4 separate regions of the Rattus norvegicus genome follow, and regions 1, 2 and 3 are each linked to region 4. Evidence: chromatin contacts called from public Hi-C data. All regions are on one chromosome and are shown on one strand. The core of a region is the stretch at or near the end of the contact, and the rest is flanking DNA. Distances in the headings are between cores, read along the strand shown. Region 1 overlaps Gtf2e1 (general transcription factor IIE subunit 1). Region 2 holds the start of Lrrc58 (leucine rich repeat containing 58). Region 3 holds the start of Rabl3 (RAB, member of RAS oncogene family-like 3). Region 4 has its middle 24 kb from the start of Ndufb4.

Region 1 (3,517 bases), core at 1,012-3,511, 180 kb after region 4:
CTTCTCATGGTCGTCATCTAATAGCATAGGTGCAATTTGATTTAAACTTTTTTTGGCACTGAATTGTCTTAAAAAACCTTTTTATGTATTTATCTTAAATACATGAACTGTTCAACTTTAAAATTTTGTTTTTTAAACTTTCATGGTTGTAGAAAAATTTAATTTTTAAAACATTAATTTTAAAATGTATGTTCTTTGTTGCATTTTATATGAGGTTGTGTGTGAGTGTGCATTTCAGTAGTGGAAAAGTGGTTCATAAAGGCACTCACTAAAGCGGCGGTGGGGATAGGCTAGGGAGCTGTCGTACTCCCTGCATTACCTCAGTCAAGAAAGAAATGGTTTCTAAGGCAGATACAGCCGTTCATAACAAGGCATTGGGAAGAAAGGTGTCCATATTGTATACATGTAAAAGGATTCGCGTTTTCCCTATAGAGGGCACATAGGGGCTGTTTGCAAGAAATTCTTGGCTGTTCTATTTGACAGATTGTCTGGAACAAACCTGAAGCAGGCGTAGTGTGTGTGAGTGGAGTGGGATTTGTAGTAATCACAGTTTTATATAATAGAGATCCCATATTGTAAAGTACACATAGACTATGGGCTACATGTAGAAATAGTGGAATGACAAAAACAAATTCTATGCTAATGCTAGGGTTATTGTGTGTATTCCTTGGTTTTGCATTTGAATCCCAGCTTAATCAAATTAAAATAATAGGACAGTGTAATGTAGTGTGTAAGTTTGTGACTGTTGCCTGTCTATTTCAGCAGTGTGTGACAGACCTCAGGAGAGCTTTTCATCAGACAGGTGTGTTTGTCTCACGCTGCTCAGGAACTTGTTATGGGAAGGCAGTTAGTGACAGAAAACCCAAAAATGGAAGTAGTGTCTATTGTTAGCCTTGGAAGCTCCGGCGGGGGCGGGCCTGTTCCCAAAGGTGGTAATGCATGCAGTGCCAGTGTAAAGAGGACCCAGGGTATTAGGAGTTATCACTGCCTACAGCATACAGCAGGGACAGGCAGGAGTCCGTTCCTCTGATGGGGTTGGCTCTCATATTTGTTTTAGTTTCCTCATAGCCCACCTTTTCTACTGCCCTTAAGATTTTAATGGACCTCAACCTAGAAGATGACATCTAGTAGCATTTCTTTGGGAAACTACTGTTCCTTTGTAGAGAGAGAAGCGAGGGTCTACACCACCTGAATGGATTTCTCCCCAGTACCATTAATGGCAGTCTGTGGAGGAGGCTGGGGGGAATTGGGAGGAGGCATCAGAAAAGGGCTTTTGTTAGGCAAAAAAAAAAATTAATTTATATCCTTTTCTGTAAGAATCTGTTAGTTATTCTCAGGGGTTCTGCCATGAAATTTGACTAAAATTTCAGCTTTTTCTTTTCCATGTCATCCCTTTTCCCCTCAAAGGCCTTGGGAAGTTTTCGTGTTCCAAGATCTTCCTGTTCCTTTCAGCTAGTTGTCTTTTCAAATAGTTGTAGCTTCTACGCATCCAAAGGCAGGGCCTGTCAAGATGGCTCCCTAACCAAGGAGCCATCTCCCTGTCCCTAGGAGCCAGCATGGGAGGTTAACCATGGCTTCTTTTTTTCCTTTAGGCAGTTACTGTTTTTTCTCAGTAACACATAACCTGTATATTATAATATTATCTCTCTGGATATGACTCACTTTCACTTACACTGTTTCTCTAAGGCTCAGGTGACAAGCTACTGTAGCCCTGGGCTATACAGCTGTATCTGGCGTTTCATTTTGTCCACCCTTGTAGTCAATGCTTTTTATTTTGAAACCTCCTCACGTGCCTTTCCACAAAACACCTTAAGGAATATTACATTTAAATGACCTTTAAAAATCCATTCAGCACATCCTGGGGGAAGTCAGGGGACCAGGTACTAATCCCACACTATCTGATCAGACACTGTTACCTCTTATGCTCTCTCTCATGTAGTATAACTTCCTGGTCATTTTCTCAACAGTCAATTATGAAATGATTGTACTAGGCCCCTAGGTTTATTTTAGCTAGTATTTTATGAAGGCAAGCGACCACATATTTTTAAAATAAAGCCAAGCAACACCAATAAAAAATGATTTGTGACATGTGAGAGGAAGGCAAAACCAGGCATGGGGTATTTTAATTGACAGACTAAGGTACAAGGCAGATTTGGAATTGGCAGTGTCACTGGTCACAAAAGGAATGGCATTTAATTGGGCTTCTATTTCCCCATCTTGCTGTGGTATTTAGCTCGTCATCTGCATGACTAAGGGAGGAATAATCGTGTATTTTATCACTGTTGGTGTTGTAAGGTTGGAGTACCCGCAGGAAACCAGAACAGCAGGGCCAGTTCACTTTGTTCAGTTGGCCCCATGCCTAGAATTCTAGCCAGGACCACAGGATAAAAGGTGTAGATGTGGTGCTTTTCTTTTTCTTTTTCTTCCCAAGTTTTAAAAAGGGAAGTATAAAATAACAGTATCTTATTCTCAACTGCAACAGTCATGAGACCTGGGAGTGGCACTCAGTGTCCAGAAGAGCTCCAAGGTACCAGGCCTTGGGCTGGGTCCCCCCTCACTGGAAATAAAGAGAAAGCCTACAGATTCTTGAAGTCAGTAGCGTGGCTCACGTGGTATTTATTTTGTGCTCTGACTTCAAAGCTATGCTGCCTTTAACAGTTGGGCTGCTGTCACTTTTTTTAATAGCTTAAAATTCCCTCCCAGAAAATGAAGACTTTTTAGAAAACTGGGAACTGTGGTAAACTTGTTGTCTATTCGTGGGTTTTGTCTTTTTTTATTTTTTCTTTTACCCTGCCATAAAAGAAAATAAACTGAACAGGATTAATGCAGACACTCTTAAAACCTGACAAGCCAGAGTGGGTTGAGAAAAGGGAAGATAATGAAATCTTCCTTTGGAGAGCTAAAGAGAGGAAGCAATTCCCGTGCCCCTTTAAGTGCAGGAGCAGATTAAACAGCCTCTTCAGAATGAGCTTTATGTCCTGAGAACCAGAGGCAGCCTCTCGAATTCACTTACAAAGCTGCTAGGCCTAGTGCATGACCCAGTTTCAGCAGTCAGCCCCCGTTCCCGTCATACAGAAGTACATTATCGCCTACCCAATGTAAATAAGTCTGTGAAATTAAGCTAGGAAGAGTACAAGGGCCAGGTTCCTGAACCATGTGAAGACATACAAGATGGTTGTATAGTCTCACTGTTACATAAATGTATCTGATACCTCAAGATCACCCAATTAGGAAGATATGAGAGCTCCTCCGCCCATCCCCATCTCACCGTTCTGAAGGAGCCATTGTTGAGAGCTTGTTTATCATTCCATATGTCTTCTATGCCTTTAGCACCCATCCTGTGTAAATGGGATTACACACACCATCATCCATATTTGTAAACATTAGAGCAGTATAGAATTTTAAAATACCATGTGATGGTTCGTGACCTCCTTTATTAATGACTGGACCTATCCCCTACATTTTCCTTTTCTTTTTGGTTATTTATGTAACAGAATCATAAGAGAAATAGGCAAAG
Region 2 (3,556 bases), core at 793-3,292, 180 kb before region 4:
ATCTTTGATCAGTTAGGAATTACTCTCCTCCTAGCCCCTGGGCTTTCACATTCACTCTTCTGCTTACTGGGGTCGGTCCGACGGCTCACACCTAACCTTCACTGTTACTTCCTTCAAATAAATCAGATGGCACTGACTCAAGGACCCAAACAGGTCAAACCCCTGTTGTTCTGTCTCAGGGTACTAGCCTCAGAGCTTAGGAAAATGTCGGACACACCAAGCACTCTGTAAACATCTACGGAGGAGCAAATTAGGGGACACTGTGTCCAGAGGCCTCATTTGGCAAACAGGAAGTGCTAAGTGGCCAGCGGAAGGAAGGATGAGATGTGAAGAAAAGGTCTTATTTCCAATCAATGTTTTCCCTGTGAACTCGAAGGTTCTTTCTAGCTCCACATTCTTTTATCTTGGCTAATCCAATAAAGGAGCTGAAACTATTTAACAAGTGGAAGATAGTTTCTTGTTGTTTTACTTCCCACTCCCCTGCAGGACACCTTAGGGCACTTCTATTACCCTTTTCTGTACCTCCCTACTCCAGTACACTCTACATTACTGACTAAGCTTAGAAGAGGTAGACAGTTCCTGTAAAGAAGGAACTATATTCAATAACATAAATACAATGGAGGGGCGTGTGACATACAGAGGAAGTACAGTTTGGCGTTAATTGTCCTGGGAACAGTTAAAAAAGGGGGGGGGGACAGAAAAGACTCCTAAGATAAGATTTTGAAATGTGAATAGTTCCTCAGGGTCAAAGGAAGGGCAGCATGAAGAGGTTTTGCCCGACCCCACCCAATACAAGGACAAGGGCTGCTTTCTATAAAAGGGGGGAGTGCAAGGCTCACTAACTCCACAAATGGTACTTTGGCTACGGCTAAAAGGGGCTAACTGGAAATAGAATAAAAACCAAGTAGGCCAGAGCACTTCCTACGCCACGTTAAATGCCACTTTGATGCAAACGCGTGCAAAGCCACGGAAGACTTCCCAGTAAGAAATCGCCCACCTCTGTTACTGGGCGCCCACTTGGCTCCCTCACTAGACTCAAGAAATAAGGCGAAGTCTTTTTTTTTTTTTTCCTATTCTTTTTTTCGGAGCTGGGGACCGAACCCAGGGCCAGCACTCTACCACTGAGCCAAATCCCCAACCCCAAGGCGAAGTCTTAATAAGGCTTAGTGGCGCATGTTTTTAGTCGCAGAATTTGGGAGGTAGAGGCAGGCGGATCTCTGTGGGTTCGAGGCTACCCTGGCCCTGGTCTACACAATGAGTTCCAGAGTTCATTGGGGGCGAGTGGCGGGGGTGGGGGTACAGGTAGGGGTGCGGCGAAAATGCCTCAAAGACCTGCATAGGCCAAACACAACCCAAAGGCCACCACCCACTCAACCTTAGACGCTAAGCGGCGATGGCTCGCCAGTAGCACCCCCTCCTCCGCCCTTCAACACGGTGCCACGGAGCTCGGGCCACCGCCCGGCTCCCCAACCCCCCCTCCCAATCCCGTCTCGCAGCCACTCACCTCTGCAAGTTCTCGATCTCGGCGGGGATGCTCTGCAGCTGGTTGCCTCCCAGGCTGAGGGTCTGAAGCGCGCGCAGCTCCAGCAGCGAGGCCGGCAGCTCCTGGAAGCAGTTGCCGCTGAGGTTGAGTACCTGGAGGCTGCGGCAGAGCGGCGACTGGCCCAGGCCCTTGGGCAGCGAGCCCGGGCCGCCGAGCCGGTTGTTCCTGGCCAGCAGCGTGCGCAGGCCGCTCAGCGTCAGCAGCTCGGGTCCCAGCGCCGTGAGCGCGTTGCCGCTCACGTCCAGGAGCTGGAGGTGTGGGAAGCCGCTGCCCAGCGCCCGTGGCAGCGACGTCAGACGGTTATACGGCAGCAGCAGCCGCAGCAGCGCCTCCCGTGAGCCGCGCCGCTCCTCCGCGCGCGCCTCCAGCTCCGACTCCAGCGCCTCGGCCGACACGCTGAGGCGGGACCAGTTGAGTTCGGCCTCCCCGAGCGCGGCCTCCTCCATCCCGCCGGACCCCAGGCCGCTAGCCGAGGCGGCGCGCCCCGGAACCTGAAGCGAGCGCCGCGTCGGAAGTGGCGCGGGGCGGCCCGGCCCGGGCGCTCACCCCGCGGGGTGGCCGAGTCACGCGATGTCCAGCGCGGGGTGCGCGCGCCGCTCGGGGGCAGGCTCCTCCTCACGTGGCGCGCGGCGCGGCCTGCGCAGCGGAGGCCTGGTGCTCACTGGATAGTCTGAGGGAGCTAGGCTCGCCCGGGCGTCGCGGACCTCACGTAGCGAGCCGGAAGCCTGAGGCTCCCCAGAGCGGGCCGCTCGCTTTTTATATTCGGGTGCCCCATGGCCTTGGCCGCCAGAGTAAACAGCTCCGGGGCTGATGATCCGGCCCGAAGGCCGACGCGTCACGGGGCGCCGCCTCCTTTGTTCTCACTTGAGACAGGGCCCCCATTTCTGCCGGATCCAGAGAGAGCAGCCATGACTGGAACGTAGCCCGAGAATTTAAGTCTGCAGGAGAGCGGACTGGTGACCCACGCCCCTAGTCCCCACTCCGAAATGTTGAAGTGTACTGAGTTTGAGGCCAGCCTGACCTATATAGCGAGTACCAGGCTAACCAGGGCTACAAGGGAAAGAACAAAGGCCTCTTCGAAGCTAAAGCCAAAGGCAGAGAGATTGCAGTCGCCCCATCTGGAAAACTTGCTTAAAGTTTTCCTTCCCTTCCTTACTTGCCCTTTGTCTTTTAAAGTAGTAGCACTGTCTACAGAGCAAGTTCCAGGATAGCCACAGCTATGCAGAGAAACTTGTCTCAAAAAACCAAAATAACAAAAGCAATGTGTGTCGAATAAGAACTTTGCTCACATCCATTACAGAATCACTCCTGTGGGCTTTGGTCTCTCGTGGGAGCAGATAGAGGAGGTCCCTTGATTTGAGCTAGTTTACACTGAGCTCAGATGGAGAAAGCATTCAGAGAGTCCTAGATAGAATTTAACTGGGAAATTCTTGACTCTGGCCCTAATTCACTAATTCCAGTAGATGTATTTTCATCCTGATCCCATTTCAATTTCAACCTTTTCTGAGATTACATTTTGTAATTTTAAAGTCATTAATGGAAATGAGAGAACTACTTAGCGTTTCTTACTGAGCTTAAGTACAAGAAAGTCACAAGGTTATGTGGTAACCAGTGGGATTAAATTGCTTTTTTCCCTAAAGAACATAATCTCATGTCCTCGGTTTTGTAGATGAGAGACTTCATGTTTCTTCACAGCTAAGCTTTATGGTTGAGTTGACTTGGAAGGATATAGTTTGTTAGTTTAACAACCCATGGGTGGAATTAAAAAATGTGTGCCAGGCACAGTGGTACCTGCTTTTAATCTCAACTCTCAGGAGGCAACGGTAGGACTATCTCTGAGGGTCAGCCTGCTCTACAGTTTTAGGAGAGAGAGAGAGAGAGAGAGAGAGAGAGAGAGAGAGAGAGAGACCGTGTCTAAAAATAAATAAATCTGCAAGTGTCTTGAAGATATCTGATCAAAATAATATTCTAGAAGGAACCCTACTGTGATCAAGAATACTTAATGCCTTAAAA
Region 3 (3,609 bases), core at 688-3,187, 140 kb after region 4:
TTGGGAGATACAAGTTTCTGACCTGGATTTCAGCATGGAGATCATGAAGCATAGTGGCTATGAATCCCTGGAGTCTAAGGCAAGGAGATCTCTGAGTTCAAGGTCATCCGGGACAAAGCAAGTCCCAGATCCAGGCGTGGCGGTACACACGTTTAATCTGGGCCACACCTTCTCCTGGAGACCTATATAAGGACATTGGAAGAAGGAAGACTCTATCTTTCCCCTGCCTGCCTTGTGGGTCAGAGCAGCTGCTGCTGATCATTGGAACTGGGCTACAGACTGTAAGTCATCAACAAATCCCCTTAGTATATAGAGACTACCCATAAGTTCTGTGACTCTGGAGAACCCTGACTAACACGACACCTCTTCTAGGCAGGGTACATCTCACAAATTGTCTGAAAACCTTCAGTTACAGGATCCATGATGCCACGGTTTCATACTCAAAGGACTTTAGTGTCCACACATGGGTCTTAAGAAAACAGTTAACCACATGGCCCCATCTCTGAACGTTAATGATGGTGATGATGATGATGATGATAACATTCTTTTCTTCATCATGCCTTTTTATTTTAAAGCAGTGCTTCACCTACTTTTAGATCTCTTGGGCTCAGGCAACCTTTTCATTAACACTAAAGGGCACCTCTTTAAGACCAAGGTGGAGAGAAAAGGGATGAGAGTCTTTTATTTACTACTGTGGAGTCACTCATTCATTTAACTGTCTGTAGTTAATTATATAAAAAACCTAGGAAATCTCTTTGTGTGCTATAATTTATACACACACACACATATCATCCCTACTTATGTTTTATTATAAAAATGCTATTTTCAACAACTGAGAAGGTATAAAAAGCAAAATTCACCTTAGACCACATGATGTTTTTCTATGACCATGTTGTTACTGTGATCATATACAAAGTGTACTTACAAACAAACAAAGGAATCACCTGGGGCTCAGTGCTGGCCCTACAAGCTTGAGATCCCGAGTTGTGTCCACAGAAGTGACACACAGCGGCCAGGTATAGAGGCCTATGTCTGTACATCAGTGCTGGGGAGGCAGAGATAAGCAATCCCTGATGTTTGCTGGCCTGACAGCCTTAGCCTATTCTCCAGGCCAAGGGGAGAGCTTGTCTTTAAAAAGAAGGTTGGTGGCAGGGGTAGGTGTATATTAGTTTTAGGCCTGCCTTGTTTATATAGTGAGTTCTAGACCAGCTTGACATGCATAGTCAGTTCTACATTAGTCCTGACTAATTAGTGTGACCATGTCTTACCCTACAACCCCACTCCCCAACAACAAAGCTTGCGGTGGAACAGCTGGAAAGATGGTTCAGTGAGCATCTCTTGTTGCACAAGAGACCCAGGTTCAGTTCTCAGGTATGTAGAAAGTAATTAAAAGTAAAATCCATCTAATTAACATCTCACTGCGTGCTACTGTGGATTCGAACCAGTTCCTCTCATAGTTTTCATCTGTAGAATGGAGTTAAAAGTCTGATTTTAGAATTAAAGTTGTTAATACAGGTCAGTGTATTCTTAGTGTATATTTGACTCAATGAACAAAGTTTCCTGAAGGCGCGATCGCATCAAGTTCTGTTTGCTTAACAAGAGCAATAAAGGAATTGACAGTAGACTCTAGGTTGGGGTTGCCTGGGAGACCACCAGAAAGACAGAAAGACCGGGGCTCTGCGCCCCCACCTCCCGCCACGCCACCACGTCGACAAAAGGAGCAAAGTCCTCTGGGAAGTGTAGTTTTAAGGTCTTGAAAGGAATTTCAGCCGTGGACCCAAGCGCTAGGAAGTTGGTGGGTAAAAATACGAAATGTGAGGGGGTATCTGGAAGCTCGGGCTCGTCGGTAGTCCCAGACGCGGGTTAAGCTGCTCACCTGAGTCTCCCAATACCAGAACCTTCACTCGATCCAGGGACGCCATCTTGCCACGATTTCCTTGAGGTTGACGCCCCTTCCTGGATTCTCACCAATCCGAGCAGGGCTTGTGGGCAGGGCATATCATCTTATTGGTCGGTCAGAACGTGACTGATCGAAAGCTTCGCTGTGCGGATTAACGGGCGGTTTCCAAACTGGTCGCAGGAATTAAGCGTTCGTCCTTGTCTCGCAAGTGGCGTGGGCTGGCTGAAGCCGGTAGTTGAGGTGCTGAGGGCGGCTGTAGTGGGAGTGTTCGAGCATCCATTTGGGTAAACCTCATTCCCTGCTCCTTGTTCCCGGTTTCTGACCCGGCGTGGCTTATTTCATGGCTCCTCCTATCTGCCCCTCTCCTTTTCTAGTCCCCTCTCCTCGGCCACCTCTTGCTTTGGTCCTGTTCTTAGTCTTCCAAAGAACCATTGCCCCGGAGCGGCCCATGTGCGACTTCGGGTAGGACGGGCTTGGTGGCGTCAAGTGTGGCCCAGGAAGCCCCTGGGCGCGTCTGAGGGACTGTGGGGTCTCAGGGTTTGGACACGTCTGAACACAGCTGGTGGAGCCACCTCGGTCCAGAGCTGTCTCCGTCGTGGACCCCTTAAAGGACGAAGGGATGGAGAATTCGTAAAATACAGTAACAGAAAACTGTAGAGGCTCTGTAGAATCCACGTTCTTTTAGAACCTGAGAGGTAGTGTTTTAAAATAGTCTTAACTAAAAGGGCTTCCTGCACCCACTTTGTTCTTTTATCCCTTACTTTTCATCCAGTATGGTTTTTCAAATATCACACGTTTAATCTAGGAACTCCTTGCTTAAAGCAATTACAAGTTAAATTAAAAGTAAGAAGAATGGCTTATAGCTCTCATTACTGGGATGCAGGTGTGAAACAAGTGATTTGTGTAGAAGCTGGCAGGATGGGTATAGTACAAGAACACGTGCCCAGAGGATGTATTGAAAGTTGGATTTAAGTCTCTGAGTAGTTTATGCTAGGCGGTAGCATTGAACAAGATGAAGTCTCTGGTCATAGAGGTAGAAACTGCCCAGATTCTGAGGAAGTGTGAGGGAGAGCATTAGATGTTACTGTTGGGGATTTGGGAAGGCCAGGAAACGTTACTCAATGCCCAAGGAGGGTAGGAGAAAGGTTTGGGCTTAGCTTTGAGGACGGAGGGAACTGGTGGGTGGATATGAGGATGGTTATGCTAAAAGCAGAGTGGTTTCAACTATTGATTCTCTCAATTCCAAACCAGGGGCACAGTAGTCCTTACATGTTTTTACAATTAGAATCTAGGTCTGGACTGGGTAAAGTGAAGTTGTGAGATGTAAAAAGAAGATAATGAAGACCAGTAGCTACCCTACCAAGAAGTCTCCATAGACAGAGAAGTTGCTTTCTTGAGAGTCACTTCCCCTAGAGACTAGGTAATGCAGTAACGTGGGCCCACTTTTGTCATTTACTTCGGATCTGCAAGAGGAGATTTATAGGCACCAAGATTTTTAATTGTTGACAACCAATTCATAAAATGTTGAAAACATCCCACACGGGCTGTCAATTTCAGAACTTGATTTAAGGGGCTTTAAGAAACCCAGAGATTGAGCTGCCTTGTGTGAGTCTTCCAGGGAGGATGGTATTTTGTCAAAGACACTTCTGAAAGTGGATGGCCCTGCCTCGGGTCTATAAGAGTTAGTTCTCTTTAAGATGTTTTCTATT
Region 4 (3,432 bases), core at 541-3,040:
TTAGGGGCCGCGTCTGTAGAAGGGAATGCTTTGTTAGTTTCCAGAGTGATGCCAAGCTTAATTTAAAAAGCAATGTAACTTTCATTTTTATTCTTCCGGAAGTCAGAGCGGTCATGGACTGCGCTGCAGAGGCAGCCTACCTGACGACGGCGTGGGGTTTTTTGTTCGTTTGTTTTGTTTTTTTTGTAGCACTGAGTGAGGTGTAGGAGGTGCAATGGGAGAAGCCCCCCCCCGGGGGGGGGCGGCGGCAGACCTGTCTCATTCAGCCTTTCTAGACCGCCAAGGCCCTGCAAGTGTAAGCAATCGGGAAGCGCTGTTAATGTTGGATTGAGTCACATTGCCTATTTCTCTCTACTTCGTACCTGGATCTTACACTTACCCTGTTAGCTTTTGGAACTAGGGAGTAAGAGCAGTCACCGAGTACTGAGCATGGCAAGGACGCGGTTACACAAGACCTCAGCTTCCGGCCTTGGTTCCTGGAGGGAGCTAGCATGCCTAACTTGAAGGGTATTGCGCCCTATCCAATCTCATTAGTTTCTTCCTCTCAGGGACTCACGTGACTATTATTGGAATGGGAGGCGGGGCCATGGAATTCATATGGCCATAAATTAGGAGGCCGCAATGCTCATACCACCACAGCATCAGGTTTGAGAGAACCTCCCTTCACAGTGCCTCTTAAATCTTCAGACCAAACAGCTTCTGGTCATGGGTAAGCTATGCCAGTCGACTGTCATCTAACCTTCTGGCATTTAACAAACATTCTTAGCCATGTTTTCTAGATTCCCTAGGGCCCAAAAGCCCAGGGAGAATGTAATCTCTATTTTCCTCAAAGATACACACACACACTCACACCAGTAATTTTAAGTTTGGAGAGAAATACAATGAGTGTTTTCCTAAGAGAAATTTTCTGTGAATAAAGATAGGTACTTGACCGAAGTGTGGTGCATACTTTTAATCCTATCCCTTAGGAGAAGGCAAAAATCAGGGACACGAGGATATCCATAGATACTTAGTGAGTTCAAGGAGGCCAACCTGGGCTATGTGAGGCCTTATCTCAAAACAAAACCAAAAGGAAAAAGGAAGTCCTTCTGGCCCACACCCACCCAGGGAACCCAAACCTCACAGGTCAAGGGAGATTGAGGCACAGGGCAGATTTCCATTTTTTTTTATCTGGACTACAACAGTCCCTGACTCTAAAAATTCCATCATGCTCTAGAACTGTTCGAGAGACCAGTGTTCAAAAATCAGAAAGCCAGTAACTGGAGTTAACCGTTGTAAGCTGGCAGTGCCTTCTCTGAAAGACCCAGTCTCCGTAGCTAGTGAGGTAGTCAAGTCACCCAACAGCTGCTTTGTGTTGGCAAAGGGCCGCTTAATGTAAAGACAATAACGTGAAAGATGTGACCGCACAGCCACGTGGTGGCGGACTTCGCCATCTTTGCTTACCAACATGTTTTAGATTGTATTCAAAGTGCCAGGCTTTGGTGTATTTCAGAGTTCTGTCTGGGGGTGGGCTCATCCCCCACACATTTTTCATAGTTTGTACTAGTGACTCGAGGATAGTGCAGAGAAACAAAGAAACTGAAGAGACAGGAAAGGGAGGAAGACAAAAGCAAGGCAGGGAGGCTAAGAGAGCCTGGGAAACCAACTTGAGACTTAGGAGGAGGGGGCGGGCGGGGAGTTTGATTCTACAGACTCCGGAAAGCCTATTAAGGCGCCCTGGGAGAAGCTCGCAGGGTGGGGATCAGGCCGTCCTGGTTGAAGCCTCTCGGAATTAAGAGCTGAAAGAGAAATCACAAAGGCTCATTGTTTTATTTGTGCCTCGACTTGGCTCCTGACCATTGGATCGCTGGAGTTCTGATAAACGCCCTGAGCTCCCCCTACTGGCTACTCTGAAGAACCTCACCATCCGGATCCCAAGAGAAATAGGATTACGTAACCCAGCTTTGGCTACTTAAGACTTTTTTTTTTCCTTTCCCAAGGTCTTGGCTTTTCCAAATCCTGCTGCCTAATGCCAGAGCTTGTCTGATTGCCAAGGTCCTAAGGCCCAGAGGAGGCATCTATGAAGGGCCCATGCTGATGGGAGGGCATGCAGGAGGGTGAACAAACATTTTTCTTGAATACGTGTCGCGCAAGTAAGTGCTGCAAATATGCCTGAAAGGGGGACTTTTTCTGGACTTTCATCTGCTTGCCTCAAATATGACGCTGGTACTAAACAAGACCTCTATGCTTAGGGGGTGGGCCTGCCCAGTCTAGGTTGGAGGCCATCCAAAATAAGTCCTAAGGTGAACCCAACTCCACAGTAGCCAAGGCACGCCCGGCTCTCCTTGCCTTCCCTCTTCCCTCCGTCTTCAGATCTGCGAGAGAGGAAAAAAAAAACCTGCAAGGAGCAGAATGTTCTCTGAGAGATAGAAAAATATCTCTCTCTCTCTCTCTCTCTCTCTCTCTCTCTCTCTCTGTCTCTCCTCCTTCCTTCCTTTTCTTCCTCCCCTCCCTCTCCCCCTCTTCCTCTCCCCTCCCCCTCTTTGTCTCCCCCTCCCTTCCTGCCTCTCTCCCTCTTCTCCTCTCCTTAAGGTTGCTATTAAACAAGGCAGAAGCCCTGCTCTTCCTAAAGGACACAAAGGCGAGACTTCTGTATGGGAAATGCAAGTCCAGAGGCCGGGAGCAGCGGTTGAGGGAGAGACAAAGAAGGACCCACAGCACTGGAGCAACAGGAACAAGATAGGAGTCTGCAGCTATAGACTGGGGCGGCCACACCCGCGGGGAGTGGTCCTGGGTCAGCAAGGGAGACCACTGGGCAATAGGCAGTGGATATGAGCATCACGTGAAGGAGGGGCAGATTTTCAGATGTTCGACTAGGATGCTTGTTCCCCATAAAGGACCTTCCTATGACCACCCCCCTCTTCTCTTCAGAGGTCAGAACCCAAACCTCTCCTTCAAAAATCAGCAACTTACTGGGGAGAGGCACAGTGGCAGAGGCCAGCCTGGTCTGCAAAGTGAGAACCAGTCCCAAAACAAAACAAGCAACTTTTCTTTCATAAAAGAGCTATGCCTCTCTCGGGGCAAAAATAAAATGTCCCTAAAACATTGTTTAGGTCGGTAGCATGAGGTTATTTTTAAAGGCTCTGGGCAAACACCCCAGATTCCTTTTCTTTTGTTAAACCAGAGGCAAACAACCATTAATTCAGGGTATTGCCAGGAGCCGTGCAGCCCTAGGGAAATGGCCACTTGCTTTTTCAATCCCTCAGGACCCGGGTAGCCGCCTTTCCTTTGTCCTCCTTCCTCTGCCAACTTCCACGTTTTCCTTTCATCATCCAGCAAGCCTCTGACTGACACTAACTCCTCTTCTTTCCAGGGCTGACTTTTGTGCTCTGGATCTGCTTGCACCGACAGGGTGTTGATTTGGGAGGGGAAAAAACAGAAAGTTGTTGTCAT

The links. Hi-C and Micro-C count contacts between places; a contact is called where the count stands out from the background.
Region 1: a Hi-C map of the A7r5 cell line shows a contact between it and region 4, with 5 times the contacts expected there. The contact joins two enhancer-like sites. A contact is called at or near these places in 3 of 12 Hi-C or Micro-C datasets (the A7r5 cell line, the Rat2 cell line and liver).
Region 2: a Hi-C map of Schwann cells shows a contact between it and region 4, with 3 times the contacts expected there. The contact joins the promoter of Lrrc58 here to the enhancer-like site in region 4. A contact is called at or near these places in 1 of 12 Hi-C or Micro-C datasets (Schwann cells) and 1 of 1 datasets of contacts at active chromatin or transcription factors (oligodendrocytes).
Region 3: a contact with region 4 is called in a Hi-C map of Schwann cells, with 2.9 times the contacts expected there. The contact joins the promoter of Rabl3 here to the enhancer-like site in region 4. A contact is called at or near these places in 1 of 12 Hi-C or Micro-C datasets (Schwann cells) and 1 of 1 datasets of contacts at active chromatin or transcription factors (oligodendrocytes).

What each region holds. Positions count from the first base shown.
Region 1 is chr11:76,720,065-76,723,581 of GRCr8, forward strand. Gtf2e1 (general transcription factor IIE subunit 1) reads left to right here. Exons shown (of 5, transcript NM_001100556.1): 5 at 1-189. Among named protein-coding and RNA genes, the nearest start is that of Gtf2e1, 34 kb to the left of the region's middle. Within about 2 kb of position 2,262, at least 11 of the 93 cell types and tissues checked have an H3K27ac peak or open chromatin away from gene starts, as enhancers often do. A contact at or near this core is called in the A7r5 cell line, where this site is marked.
Region 2 is chr11:76,366,267-76,369,822 of GRCr8, forward strand. Lrrc58 (leucine rich repeat containing 58) reads right to left here and starts at 2,043. Exons shown (of 4, transcript NM_001195558.1): 1 at 1,505-2,043. The coding sequence starts at 1,989. Btnl12 (butyrophilin-like 12) reads left to right here and starts at 3,179. Exons shown (of 5, transcript XM_063270931.1): 1 at 3,179-3,556.
Region 3 is chr11:76,685,744-76,689,352 of GRCr8, forward strand. Rabl3 (RAB, member of RAS oncogene family-like 3) reads right to left here and starts at 1,938. Exons shown (of 8, transcript NM_001108319.1): 1 at 1,877-1,938. The coding sequence starts at 1,922. It overlaps Gtf2e1 (general transcription factor IIE subunit 1), which reads left to right and starts at 2,089. Exons shown (of 5, transcript NM_001100556.1): 1 at 2,089-2,184.
Region 4 is chr11:76,542,986-76,546,417 of GRCr8, forward strand. No RefSeq gene overlaps it. Among named protein-coding and RNA genes, the nearest start is that of Ndufb4, 24 kb to the right of the region's middle. Within about 2 kb of position 1,791, at least 59 of the 93 cell types and tissues checked have an H3K27ac peak or open chromatin away from gene starts, as enhancers often do. A contact at or near this core is called in the A7r5 cell line and Schwann cells, where this site is marked.